Regions from separate parts of the Ovis aries genome. Here region 2 is linked to region 1. The links are chromatin contacts, called in public Hi-C maps. All regions are on one chromosome and are shown on one strand. Each heading gives the region's core, a stretch centred on a gene start, on an enhancer-like site or on the middle of the called end of the contact. The rest is flanking DNA. Distances are from core to core; before and after follow the strand shown. Region 1 has its middle 41 kb from the start of TARBP1. Region 2 has its middle 97 kb from the start of TRNAR-CCU.

Evidence for each region. Hi-C and Micro-C count contacts between places; a contact is called where the count stands out from the background.
Region 2: a Hi-C map of liver shows a contact between it and region 1, with 3 times the contacts expected there. The contact joins two enhancer-like sites. A contact is called at or near these places in 5 of 16 Hi-C or Micro-C datasets (blood, hypothalamus, liver and 1 more).

What each region holds. Positions count from the first base shown.
Region 1 is chr25:6,689,386-6,696,842 of ARS-UI_Ramb_v3.0, forward strand. No RefSeq gene overlaps it. Among named protein-coding and RNA genes, the nearest start is that of TARBP1, 41 kb to the left of the region's middle. Within about 2 kb of position 3,091, at least 4 of the 54 cell types and tissues checked have an H3K27ac peak or open chromatin away from gene starts, as enhancers often do. A contact at or near this core is called in liver, where this site is marked.
Region 2 is chr25:7,115,759-7,123,215 of ARS-UI_Ramb_v3.0, forward strand. No RefSeq gene overlaps it. Among named protein-coding and RNA genes, the nearest start is that of TRNAR-CCU, 97 kb to the right of the region's middle. Within about 2 kb of position 4,788, at least 33 of the 54 cell types and tissues checked have an H3K27ac peak or open chromatin away from gene starts, as enhancers often do. A contact at or near this core is called in liver, where this site is marked.

The DNA.
Region 1 (7,457 bases), core at 1,841-4,340:
ACCATTTTTTGAAGAGGTTTTTTCTTCCCTGGGCTTCCATGGTGGCTCAAATGGTACAGAATCTGCCTGCAGTTCTGGAGACATAGGTTCGATCTCTGGGTTGGGAAGATCCCCTGGAGAAGGGAATGGTTACCCATTTCAGTATTCTTGAAAATTCCATGGACAGGGGAGCCTGGCAGGCTACAGTCCATGGGGTCGCAAAGAGTCAGACATGACTGAGCGACTCAGCACAGCACAGCATAGGTTTATTTCTGAGCTGTCTATTCTGTTTCTTTGATCTATGTGTCTGTTCTTAATGCCAATACCATGCTGTTTTGATTGTAATAGCTTTGTAATATACTGGTGGCCCCTGAACAACAGGAGTCTGAATTTCATGAGTCAACTGGAACACAGATGTTTTTCAATAGATACGAATTGCAATAAAATGCAATCTGATCCCTGGTTGGTAGAATCCAAGGCTACTGAACTCTGGATGAAGAGGATGGCTGACTGTGAAGTGACATGCAGCTTTGCAACTGTGTAAAGGGCTGGCACCTTGTGTGTTGTTCAAGGTCAACTGTAGTTTGCAATCAGGATGGATGGTGCCTCCAGATTTGTTCTTCTTTCTCAAGATTGCTTTGGCTCTTCAGGATCTTTTGTGGTTCCACAGAAATTTTTGGATTGTTTGTTCTAGTCTGTGAAAAATGCCATCAGTATTTTGATAGAGATTGCACAGAATCTGTAGATTGCTAGGGTAGAATAAAGTTTAAACAATATTAATTCTTCCAATTCATTTATTTGTTTCTCCCTTAATTTCTTTCATCAGTGTTTTATAGGTTTCAGTATACAGTTCTTTCACTTCCTTGGTTAAATGTTTTCCTATGTATTTTATGTTTTCTGATGCTATTGTCAAGGTAATTGTTTTCTTAATTTCTCTGAAAGATTGTTGCTGTAGAGAAATTGAACTGATTTTTGTATATTGATTTTATATCCTGCAACTTTACTGAATTTGTTTATTGGTTCTAACAATTTTTGGTGGAGTCTTAAGGGTTTTCTATATATAATATCATTTCATCTGCAAACAGACACAATTTTACTTCTTCCTCTTGGACAAAAGTATTATTTAAATGTGCAGGGTGAATTCAAGGAAAGCACAGGGGTGAAAGAGCATGGCACCATACCCACATTACAAGACTAAAAACTTACTGCCACTTCTTCCCAGTTGGTTGCTGGGCACACTAAGTTTTATGAGCATTTGAAAAAGAAGATTTCATCAGTCATTCAAAGGCATGGATTTTAAATGCAATTACTGTATATAATTAGCTGTTTCATCTCCGGGTGCCAGTGAATTTGGAATTTAATCTCTGATTGCACAAAATAGAATACTAAGCAGCTTACTCTGTCTAAGGGCTGGTAGAGTTGTTTATTGGTGTATGGATAACGCAGCCAAATTCCTTACAGCTACCATAGACAAACATCACAGAGAAAAGGATAGTGTGGGACTCCCCGCGTGGTCCAGCGGTTAAGACCCTGTGCTTTCAGTGGAGACGGTGTCTCTTTTGGGAGACTAAGACACCATATGCCATGCAGCAAAGAAACAAACAAAAAAAGACAAGGACGCAGAAAAGCTACCGGCTCTTAAAAGAGGTTTAGGCATCTTTAACCTTGTGCTGAAGACACTGTTCAAAAGTCTTCTTTTGATGACCCTCCCATTGCCTTGCTCATGCAAGGTGGACTCCATCCCCACTCTCACCTCAACATAGCACCTACTAGATTGTTTCCATGTCTGCTTTTCTTACAGGATTATAAGCTTCAGGAGGGCAGAGGCCATCTCTTATTAAACTTCGTGTTTCTGCCATAAAGCACAGTGCCTTGGTATACCATAAATGAATACATGGATGAGCTGCCAATTAAAATCAGCAGATTTACAAAATCAGCAGTCTATTTAAATAGTTGTTTTGTATGTCTCTAAAGAAAAACAAACTGTTTAAATGATATTTACTTCTAAGCCCTTTTCCAAGATAAAGCTTCAGCAAAATCCAATTTTTTTCACAGGTTGGGTGGTCCCTTTTCAGCCTTGCATCTAAGCTTTTGTCATCACTGCAGGAGAATTCACAGAGTCCAAAATTTTCAGTGACACAGCCAACCTCCACCCCCACCCCCGCCACGTTGGGGGGATGCCTGTTGTATATCTATGGACACTAGTAGGTAGGTACCTTTAGTCCCTGAGTCGTGTCCAACTCTTTCCGACCCCGTGGGCTGTATGCTGCCAGGCTCCTCTGTCCGTGAGATTTCCCAGGCAAGAATACTTGAAGTGGGTTGCCATTTCTTTCTCCAGGGGATCTTCCTGACCCAGGTATGGAACTTGGTCTTTTGCACTGCAGGCAGACTGTTTGCCAACTGAGCCACCAGGTAAGCCCCTTGTGTACACTAACAATGACTTGAGAACAATAGTTGCATATATATTAATAGAGGTAGGCCATTAAGTTTAAGTGGGTCTTTATCCGGCCTTAATTCTGGTTTCGGTTCATAGTATATCTGTGAAGTTTTTTTAGTTATTACTGTGATGTAAGCTTCCTGAAACCAAGAAGTGTATCAGTGTTGTTCAAAGCTATATACTCAGCAAACTCAACAGTCCCTGGATCATAGGCAATGCTCAAAAATACTTCCTGAGTGACTGAATTTGTATACGTGGCAGCCACTGGGATAGAAGGTGGCTATTGAAAAATTGAGAGCTACTTTGTTTCCAAAATAATTTCAGTGGACTAAAAGCCGAAAGAGCAGAAATACCACAGGCGTCAAAAGTTTTGTGGGTTTTTCTTGTAATGACTTTTATCCCCAAGGGGGTAAAAGAAACCCCTAAAATCTGTGTAGGGAACACAAAGCAAGAAAATTCCTCCTTAAAACATGTCTATAGTAAAAGCTTTCTCGGGGCCCCACAGGAAAGGTCCTTCAGAGGACCGTAGCAGCGCCCCCATCTTGGGAGTGGCCTGGACAAATCAGTACAACAGAGACCCAACAGGCAACACACAAAAGAAACTGTAAGAGCAGATGGAAGGGACTTCCGGGGTCCTCCAGGAGAAGGCAGCGTATCCATCCGCAGGTGGAACGCATGTGCGCGGTCGGTGTGCGGTTTGTGATTCGCCGGTATCCCTGCCGCTGCGGAAGTGAGCTCAACAGCAAAAAAAAACAAACAAACAAACAGAAACTTTGCTGTGGTTTCTGAAGACTGGGGTTTCCATAGGTGACTCGAGAGGTTTTGTAACTTCCACATGAAGCTATTTGCCAAATGACTCACTCCAGAGCCGGAGAAAGATTGATCCACCCCCGTCAGCCCCCTCTCTGTTGTCATGACCGCCAGAGAGACACTGGGGAAGGAAAATGGGGACATTCCAGTTTTTCCTGTGTTCCAGTCTCTCAGGTCCACTCCCTCTGCAGGGAAAGGAAAACTCTGGGTACCAGGTTCATTTAGCTGATCCTTGGTGAGGTGAGGCCAGCCCTCGCCTCTTCTGTCACTTCTCCAGGTACTAAGGACCCCAGGGAGCTCTGGCCAGCGTAGTGAAAGTGAAGTTGCTCAGTCGTGTCCGACTCTTTGCGACCCCATGGACTGTAGCCTACCTGGCTCCTCTGTCCATGGGATTTTCCAGGCAGTAGTACTGGAGTGGATTGCCATTTCCTTCTCCAGGGGATCTTCCCGACCCAGGGATCGAACCCAGGTCTCCTGCATCGTAGACAGACGCTTTACCGTCTGAGCCACCAGCTGGGTCCCCCTGCCCCTCGGTCAGGCACCCCGTGTGCACGTCTGTGTCCGTGAGTGTGTGCAGGAGGAATGTTCGAGGAAGTCCAGGCGTGACTCTCTAAACAGTTTCTCACTCTTCAATTGGTAGACCAATCCTTTAGGGACCATTCTCCTGCCTGAGAATGTTTGCATCTGGAATATAGTGATCGTGAAAAACACTAGGTCCTCTTCGCAGAGATGAGTCAAACCCTCTGTGCACCGCAGCCATGAGAATGCCACCATTCCTTTTTTTTTTTTTTTTTGCCTGTGCTGGGTCTTTGTTGCGGCATTCAGGCTTTTCTCTAGTTGCAGCGCCTGAGGTTCTCTTGTGGAGCATGGGCTCAGTGGTTGTGGCTCCGGGGCTGAGTTGCCACCTGGCATGAGGAGTCTTAGTTCCTCCCCCAGGGATGGAATCCACGTCCCCTGCACTGGAAGGTGGATTCGAACCATTGGACAATCAGGGAAGTCCCCCATTCTTTTGTGCTGCTTCTCTCTTTTCCCTGCAGTCATGCCCTGTGGTTGGACTGCTTGCTAGACCTCGGTGCCCCCAGCCAGGGCTGTAGGTCACTGAAAGCAGAATTTGGGGTTCCCCAGCTAGGATAGGCTGGCTCTACCCTCTATAAGGGATCGATGTTGATATGCAGCCCCATCAAGGTGTGGGTCATCTGTTGTTTTCACCAGTCGGTTTCCTTGTCTGCAGCTGCCCTTCCTTTTCACCAAGACCAGATGTTGCTGACTGATGCAGTCTCACTTGCTAACCGCAAAGGTTTGTCCTTCTAAATGGTCTCCTGGGACTTCCCTGGTGATCCAGTGGTTAAGATTTCACCTCCCATTGCAGTGGGGGCAGGTTCAATTCCTAGTCGGGGAGCTGAGATCCCACATGCCTCTTGGCCAAGAAAACAAAACATAAAAACAGAAACAACACTGCAACAAATTCAATAAAGACTTTACAAATGGTCCACATCGAAGAAGACCCTTTAAAAAACAATCAAGTAAATTCTTTTATGAATTCTGTCTGGTGAAGTTCTCTATGTGCTAACAGCAACAGGAGTTGAGGTATATCCATCACTTTCATGCCAGGCACTTAGCCAAACCCACTGCAAGCTTCCTCTTATTTAAGCCCTAGGGTATTTCTTAAACTAACTGGCATGATGTCCATTTTCCAGATGAGGAAACTGAGGCTTCCAGAAAATAAAATCCTGCTTGAAATCACACAGCGCTCAAGGGGCAGAGGCTAGGTGGATACCCAGGAGGTTGGACCCCAAAACCCTTGCTCTGAATCGTAGCCACCAGGCTTGGCCAGCTTCACAGCATCTCAGCCCATGGGGGATGTATGGAGTTTGGCAAAAAGGGAAGAAAAGGATGAGAAAACTGATTTTGGATGTACAAGCTCTGGGTGAGGGTTAACACATCCTTTTTCCACTGCATTATACACAGTTATGCTATTTTCCTGCTTGGCTCCCAAGGGAAAGAGAGAGAGAGTCTAGTTCAAGGCTGTCCCAGCACCACCCAGGTTGTCTGTCTCTGGCCCTGTGATGACTGCTGGGCTCCTTTGCTGCCTCTCCAGTCCTGCCAGGGGACAAGTGCAGTCTGGAGACCATGGGCTCTTGCTGGTCCAAGTGGCATGTAAACCAGAGAGCTCCTCTGTGGGCACCCAGTTGAAAGGTCAGGGCGAGGTCAGGATGAAGGGTCAGGGCAAGGCCAGGAAGAAAGGTCAGGGCGAGGTCAGGCACGCCTGGGCATGCCCGGGCATGTCCGGACATGTCCCAGTAGAGGGCGCTGCAGACAAGCCCCGGAGACGGACCGGCAACCAAGCCGACCAATCAGGAGCCGACACGAAGCCCTCGCTGTCCAATCAGGAGCTGATATGGAGCCCTTGGACACCAATCACCGCTGAGCCCGCGTTTTCCTCCTTATATGGGAGCCCCGGCCAGGATTATAAAACCCTTTCCCCACCCCTCACACCTCGCAGACTCCACAGACTCCTTTTCCCCTGCAGACTCCTTTACCCCGCTGACTCCCTTTGCTTCGCAGACCACAATCCCCCCCCCCCCCACCCCTGCTCCCTTGCTTACCCGCCCCTGGGAGTTCTGCCGGAGAGCGACCGCCCAATAAAAAGGCCCTGAACAACGGTCCATAGGGGTGGTTCCTTCTTCCCGAGGCGTTTCTTACACCAGTGAAGCAAGGAGAAGAGGGATGTGGGTTCAGTTGACCCCCGCCCCAACCTCACCTGGAGTTGAACTTCATCCTTACTGCTCACATCCACACTGCCCGTAGCCTCAATGGTCCTTGAGCTTCACATTCTACTGGACAGGGCACTGCACTTGGCAAAGAGGACCATGGTCTGACCCCAGAGGAGAGCAGGCCGAAATGCTGAGAAAGACACAGACCTGGGCAGCAAGACCAGTTCTTAGCCCTGACACCAACTTGGCCATACCAGCAAAGCCATTCAACTTCTCTGGATTTCTTATTTCTCATTCTCAAAATGAATGAGGAGCTTGGGTTTCACTCAGTCTCTAAAAATTCCTTTCAATGCTAAGACCCAGTGATTCTAAATGTCTCCCCTCCTGGGCAGCCCCATTTCCATTCTCCTCCTGTGAACCAGGGGACCTTCTTCAGTGGGGATGATGGCCGAGTTCCCAGGAGGCTGTGCACCAAGGGCACAGCGATTACAGAACAGAAGGGGGATTGTTCCATCTGCTGGCAGGAGGAAGTGGCATCCTCCACAGCCCTGCTCAGAGGCAGATTTCAGAGCCACAGAATTCTTAGGGCTCTCAGTGCATTTCCAGAGGATGAGACCTACGACCTCCCCGGGAGCTGGTGATGAAAGGCGCCCCTCCGCAGTTGAGACTGATGCTCACACAGGCGGAAGTGGCTTTTCCCCCAAATCCTCCATCATTGTCACTCATGATTAAGTGAATTTAATAACAGTGCCCCTCCCCACCAACCAAATGACTTCTCTCCAAATTTATGATGTTCCAACTATTGACTGTGATTAACTGCTATAGCCACTGCATAACAATCTGGAGGGCTATTGTGCAGGGGAAACCTCCTTGAACTTCAAGGAGCTTTGCTCACTTTTCAGAAAGAGAGAAGGCAGGGGCATTAGCTGGAGGCTCTCTTATCCACTTGGCTATTTGTTGTTGTTGTTCAGTCACTCAGTTGTGTCTGACTCTTCGCAAACCCATGGACTGCAACATGCCAGTCTTCCCTGTCCTTCACTAGCTCCTGGAACTTGCTCAAACTCATGTTTTTTGAGTTGGAGATGACATCCAACCATCTCACCCTCTGTTGCCCCCTTTTCCTCCTGCCTTCAATCTTTCCCAGCACCAGGGTCTTGGCTATGGTATTCTTCAAAGTAAAATATTCCAAGATGAAAGTGGAGATCAAATTACCAGATCAGCAAATAATGACGTGGGGAAAATGAGGAAATAGGTATCACGTGGGCAGTGGTTGACACATCTTTCTTATCTGTGGCTCTCAGCATGCAGGGGCTGCTCAAGGTCACTGCCCACAAGGTCTGGCTGACTTTCTTAAAGCGAGATCAGAGAGCAAATCATAAATGGAGGCAAATTTCAGCTGGGTCTTTCAACCAGCCATTTTGCTCTATGAAAGGTCACAAGGTAACAGGGTAATTGGAGGGTTTGGATAAGCTGGTGAGGGAATAAAGGCTTTTCCCAAGGATGATAAAAGCAGAGAA
Region 2 (7,457 bases), core at 3,538-6,037, 430 kb after region 1:
TCTACGTGCTCACCCAGGGCACACAGAGCAGCAGCAGCTGCCCGAGGAAGGGAGTATTTTATCACTAAGTTTGTGTAGAATGACTGGTACCCAGCAATCAAAAAATTTTAAAGCAGAAAACTCTAGAGACAGCGCACCCCTCATGACCACACTTGAGGTCTGCCCACCCAGCACTCTCATCTCCTGAATGACACCCTTCTCTCTTTCTCTGCTGATGCTTTTATCACATGTATACATGCTAAGTCGCTTCAGTCGTGTCTGACTCTGTGACCCCATGGACTGTAGCCCGCCACGCTCCTCCGTCCATGGAATTCTCCAGGCAAGAATACTGGAATGGGTTGCCATTTCCTCCCCCAGGGGATCGTCCCGACCCAGGGAATCGAACCCATGTCTCTTGTGCCTCCTGCATTGGCAGGCAGGTTCTTTACCACTGGTGCCATCTGGGAAGCCCTGCTTTTGTTACAAAAGGTGCTAAGTCTCCACTCTTGGAGCCATGGGGAGAGAGAACTCCAGAGAAGAAGTTATGCCAGGCCCTTCGGACAAACAAAGAGACAATTCCTCCCCAGAGATCACCAGAGAAGCCTGAGAAGGGGACTTGGTTCCACCTTTCCCTTCTTGAGTGTTTTTTTTTTTCTTCTTCTTCTTTCCCTTTTTGCAGATGGCTGCATTTAATGAGGAAGCGCTGTCAGCAAAAATAGGAAACCTTCAGCCTGGCTGCTCTCAGGGTGTGCATCCCCCATCAGCAGTGAGGCGAGAGCATCACTGCTCTGCAGGGGCGCTCCGTCTACTCAGGTAGAAACAAGTAGAAAAAGCGTGGAGGATGCAATCACGTTTTTTACCTTGTACAGGTGACTTCCTGCAGAAACTTCTGGAAAGAGATAACAGATGTTTTCTCCCACCCAATAAAGTGACTAAAGACCTCTAACCCTGACATTTTGTAGGCTAAGTGAAACACCACCTTCCAGTCTCCCACGTGGCCCTTTACATCTCTCTTTTGAATCCCTTCGGAGGGAGATAGGATTTCCCCCTACCCCCATTTTACAGATGAGGTGACTGAGGCCAAAGAAATGAATCGATTTTCCCCAGTGAAACTGGAAGCGACAGGATCAAGAATTCAACCTGTAGTCAAGGTCAGTCTTCATTTGGTCACACAGCCCCTCTAGGGTTTCCACAGCGTCACAGGTCACCCGGTTATCACACCTTTCAGCTAAAGATGCCAAAATCCCTCATCAGTAGAGAATTAACACCTTCTTGAAGACTTGGAAACTGATGCTTCTAAAAGCAAATAGATTTCCAAACTTTGGGTTAATGATAAAGCCAGAAAAACGCAAAAGACTCCTAGTTCCCTCTCCTCCTTTATCAATATATGACTTAGATTTAGGTGCCAAGTCAAATTTCTCCAGCACCATATCCTTCATGGTAACTTATTAAAGAGTAAATCAAAGTTTGCTCTAAGAGAAAAGTAAATACACCCAACTTTCCATACCGCAATGGACCTGGAGTCCACTTCCCGGTTCCCCTGCTGACTCAGGCTGTAATTGGAGATAAGTGCCTGGGGTGAGTGTTCCAGCATCCGTGTGCCCCCAGGGATGCTGGAGATGGAACCGCTGTCCCCACAGGAGCCTGCTCCCTTGGCGAGGAAAATCAGACCAAAGGTGATGCAGTGGTGCAAAGCTCTGCGTGCAGGTAGCAGCTGCTTGTCTTTGAGTCTCATGGAGAGAAAAGAAGTCAACGCTTTGTCACATCACCATGAAACCCTGCCGTTCTTTGACTCTGAACTCACCCATAATTGCTGGGAGTGAGGTGGGAAGGGCTGCACTTTTGGACTCAGATGGCAGGGAGGATAAGAACAAAGTTGGCAAAGAGTCAACTCCAATCGCACAGGGAGCATTTTCAGGGAAACAAATAAAAATAGCCAGAAATGGGTCAGACTCGGAGGTTAGAGACAGGAAACTGGGGCAGAGTCCTGAGTAGAAGGATAGAAATGTTACTTTTCAGGTCCAAAATCAGACAATCTGCCCCATCTGATTCCCTGCCCCACCCCCCTTTTATCCCTTCTCCTGTCCTTTTGGACGTACAGAAAACATACACTCAAAACACAATGAAAAAGACCAGCGTGCGATTGAATTCTTGCTCCCTCTTCTCAATTCTAAAACTCTCTCCCTTTTCCTTAGGCTGAAGACAACAGGGGTTTGAGTAGAACTCACTTGAGAGGCAGGCAGGCAGGAGAAATGTCACAGATCCTTTGCTTGCCTGTAAGGTTTCTGCGATCTCCATACACGTTGCTGACAGGAGAAAGGGGAGCAAATTAGAAGAACAGCACTTTGTACTGAAGTGATTGACCTCTTCCCAAGCAGGCTAACATACACCAGCATCCTTCCCGTAACTGCCCCCAGAGGTCTGTGATATTCCATGTGTCACACACAGTGGACACGCACGTGTGTGCAGGTACACAGAGGCAATACACACACCCACTCCGCATAGGCCCAGCGCTCCTGCAGGTCCACAGAACACAAACGCACACACAGTTCACACACACACAACACCCATGCACACATGCATAACCCAGAAAGTGGTTCTTGCTCTCAATGTAACCTTCGGCTCTTGGCGGTTCTCCTGAGCTCCCACTCTTGGCAGGATCACATTTCCCTATGACCTCAGTGACGTGACTGGGGCAGACTTACTGGGCTTATCAGAGAGAGAGAAAGAGAGAGGATGGGCAGAAAATTCTGATGTGCAATAATGCCAGGCAAATCATCAGGCCCACCCTAGAGGAATCACCAAGATGGGTTCATTTAGTAAGGATTGGCATACTCGACTGATAATTTGCTGGAACACTGGTGCATACCCTTCTTCCAAATGCTATGTCCTCTGAATTCACCGAAAAATAAAAGGAATTTGCCGGTTGTGTCCAACAACACAGGTAATACACATACAGGCATGTACACAAAGAGACATATATACCTACATACAAGCATACCAAGTGTTCACAAGGACTTTGGGAGGAATTGGGGTGTGGAGGTGGCTTCCCCCAAGTTGGCCTCTCTCCCCACTGCAGGCAAAGTACAGAAGTAGCCTTCTAAAAGTAGATTCATCCCACCAAACTGTCACACCCGAATCCCCTCCCGAGCACTCAGGGGATCAGAAGCCCCATCTGAAGTTTATTTCTAAAGCAGAATGTTTTTCACGCCAAGATAGCCCCACACATCCAGCCAACAGAATTGTTTGTGCGGCGGTCAGTTAGCCGTGTGACGCAGGAATGGCACCTGTTTTCATTTATTTCAGGACACAAGCAGGGGTCCTGGGAGCATCTGTCTCTCCAAGCCTCCCTCTCCTTATGAGAGGCTTTGGCTTCCAGAACAGCATAGCATTTACTCAAGGCTTAAAATTCCCAGAAGACTCAGGATATAGAGATGTTCCTGATGGTCTTTTTTCCAAATCATAAAATGTATTTGAAATCTGCTTGTTATCAATCTGGCCTCAAAGCTAATTGATCAAACATAGACCCACTGAAAAATCTGCAAGAATAGACCAGACAATTTTTTTTTTTTTAGCTTTGGGTTTTCAGGGAGGGATTTTTGGGAAGTGGGAGAGAAGTCACCCAGTTAAACTCCTGAAGAGCTGGGGCAAAATTCCCTTGTCAAGAACCAGTTTTTTTTTTTTTTAATGACAAAGTCACACAAGAGAGGAAATGAAAAGGGAAATTTTTAGACTTCTCATCCGTCCAGAAAGCCCCGGGCCTGTTTCAGAACCCTGTCAGGGTAACTGTCACCTGCGGTCACAGCACTGCAATCCCAAGAGGCCTTGCGTCACTGGCCATTATATCAATAAGGAACTACAATCACCAAACCACAAGCCAGCTTCTTTTCTGCGCCCACATGTTGCTTTAGAGGGTTTTTGAACAAGAGACTTTCCTGTTTTTGAAAGCCGTGAATCCACAGGTCTTACAGGTTACTCAAATGATCTTATCACTTGCAGCAACCACTGGCATGGATTTCAAAACTGCCTCCTCCAGCCCTGCCCTCCCCTCACTCCACAGACATCCACTTATTCACCAGCATTGGTACTTACAGGATCATGCTGCCAACTGCTGACACAGAAGAAAAACATAGTAGTTATACATTAAGCTGAACGGTTAGAGTATCTGTGCCAGGTCCTATCCAAACACCATTTATCCACTGACCAGAAGGAGGATAACCACCCTGAAGAAAACCCAACAATAACTGCTCTGCAGTCAGATCACTGATCCATAGTACAGCCATACTGTTTTTCATGCGAACACATACACACGGGGGCAAAGGTAGTGTCAGAAATCATCATGGTTCTTGGAAAAAGATTATATTCATCCCAGGGTGTGCAGCACGTCTACTGGAAAATGTTAACTACGTCCCAAACCACCAAATGAGGCTGCCGTCCAGATTGCTAGGAAATGAATGTAGAAAATCGTGGGGAGCGGGCTCCGAGCAACCTGGGTGAAAGATGTAAACTGGCCAATCTAAATCCTCCATGGTATGCAAGTCAGACTTGTTTTTCTCTGGAGCAAAGAGAAAGACTCAGATTACAGAGTGCACTATAGCGCGATGAGCTAAATCCACAAACAAATGTCTCTCTTTCCTGCTCAGCACGGCAGCTCAAGAGACAAGCGCCAAACCTAACAACTGCCCTTGATAGCCATCTCCTGGTTTAACTCCTACCCTGGCCGGGGGCCACTTGGCGTTGCTCAAGCAACGCCTGCAGAATCCATCCTGCACTACCTTGCTAGAGGCGTCCACCCTCTGGGCGCAGACCTGAAGTTACCAGAGAGCTTCCGGAAGGTGTTGCAAGTCCCTGCTCTCAGTAACTGTCCAATCAGAGCGAAGTATAAACCAGAAAAACTTTTATTCTGCAGCTACACCCAGTGACTCTAAGCTGACTCCACAGAATCCACATGGCAATAATGAATCTAGCAGACACTTATCTAACCTCACACTTCTCAGTCTTTTTGGGTTAGAATCAACACTTAGCTCATCAAAAAAACACACACTGTCCAAAAAGAACCCGCTCTCAGTTTGAGCATGCTGGTGTTTTGTTGATCTTCTTTTGTTTTTCTGCATTCCAATCAATCTGCTTGCGCTAAAATGTTGAGATAGACGCTGGAAAGCCAGAATGTTGTGATTTTTATGTTTGAGAGAGGATTCCTTCAAAATACCAAAAATCCTCTCTCTTGTGAAATGCTGAGTGTGAACAAGGAGATGAAGAAAACTGTCAGAAGTAAATCTCTCAACAATGATGACAGGTCTACTGTGGCCTAGCATGATGTATCCTCAGGGGAAAAAACAGTAAAAATCAAAGAATTCTGGAGACTTTCCACCCAGATCAAGAAGATATTTTTAATTATAATCCTCATTGGCAAGTAGTCTACTTCATTTTATGGAAAGCATCCTATTCTTCAAAAATGTTTTTAAAATAATCACTTTTTCTTTCGTCCTCTGGAAAACCCATGCTATAAAACAAACATAAACGTTGAACAGTTTTCCAATCCCTTCTGATAGTGGTAGTTTAGGACTCTTAGGCAAAGTGGGCTTCCCTGGTTCAGTTCAGTCAGTAAAGAATCTGCCTGCAATACAGAAGACCTAGGTTCTATCCTGGATTGGGAAGATGCCCTGGAGAAGGAAATGGCTACCTGGTCCAGTGTTCTTGCCTGGAGAATCCCATGGACAGAGGAGCCTGGCGGGCTACAGTCCATGGTGTCAAAAAGAGCCAGAAAGGACTGAGTGACTAGGCACAGGCCTAAACAGTCTTGCCTGACTTGGAACCTGCTGGACAATTACCCAACCAGCCTCTCACTTTGGCTGCGTGGACCACGGCTCTGTGTCCTCTCCCCAGGGGATAAACATTGCCCAATGAGGAAAATGTTGCCTCTCCCCTTTTACATCACCACTGACACCCCATCCTCAGGCAGGTGTCACCAGGCCCGCCTCCAGGACTGTATGTTCCCTACTATCCTGGGCTTTCGAGCTCAGATGCCAATGAGGGCACTAGGTAATGGGTATTTTTGACAAAGGACATTGCAGGAGGTCTTTCCACATCACTTATGGGAGTTCTCTATTTTGGGTCATCACCAATCCCCATTCACTCAGATCAACAAGGAAAATAACTCATACGAGCAAATGTAAGATGTCACCTTATAAGTGTGTCTATCCAAAGTTCCTCATGTTATAGAATGCTCACTCAGTTTCTTTATTTTAAATAACAAAATGCCCTTAAAGGCATTCAATCGATACAAGTTTAAGATGTTCATAGAGGTTGCCTAGAACAGTCGTGGGTGTTTTTGCTTTTTACAGTGTTTTTTAATTTTATTGGAGTATAATTGCTTTACAATGTTGTATTCGTTTCTGCTGTACAACAATATGAATCAGCTATAAGTATACATTTTATCCCCTCCCTCTTGAGCTTCCCTCCCAACTTCCCTTCATCACACCACTGTAGGTCATCACAGAGCACCAAGCTGAGCGCCCTGTGCTATACGGCAGCTTCCCGCTAGCTACCTATTTTCCACATGGTCATGTGTATATGTCAAGGCTACTTTCTCAGTTCGTCCCACCCTTTCCTTCCCCCGAATCCTGTGTCCACAGGTCCGAAGAACAGTTGTATTTTTTTAATCACAGTAAGGTAGGAGTTTTTGTAGTTATCCTTGAAGGTGTGACTCTAACTGCAAGTAACAATGTAAGCATGTTTTTTAAAGCTCATTTTTTATAAACTTATTATGAAAATTTGTAATCGAAAGAAGAGCATACAGTATGATGATATACTCTCTCTCCAGATTACTAATTACCCAGATTTTTTCCACATTTGCTTCACTGGTCCTTCTTCTTCTTTTTTTTTTTTTTTTTTTTTGTCTTTTATCTTTTTCTCTTTGCTGAATTGTCTCAAGGAAAATCCCAAACCTCACGTCATTTCACGCTTTGGTATCTGAGTATGCATCGTTAAAACGCATGAATATTATTTCCTAACCTAGGCACAACGCTGTTAAGATCTTTAATGGGTTAAGATCTTAACCCTGTTAAGATTTTTAAGCAGGACAAGAAGAAGTTACTTTAGGGATATCATAAATAGCATGTGGATATTAAGCTTGAGATAACATTTCCAGTGACTGCAAATACAAACTCAAAAATATGTGGGCAGAAGCAAGTTCTGGAAGATGGAGTGAGATCACTCAAAAGGGGGGCTCAAGTGATGACAAAGACAGGTGATGATGAAGAGTCTGGATAATGAGTTCAAAAGGGCAAGATTCTAAATACGTATATTTACACCTATAATTTTAAATAGGCATGTAATGAGACCAATAAATTAAATTTTATAACTAGAATTTTGACTATTCCACTTGCATCATTAAAAGTGTCCATATTCAACCCAGCCAAGAAAAGAGAAACAGACACGGGTGCACACACAGAAGACTTTTGTAACTTTTTCGTTGG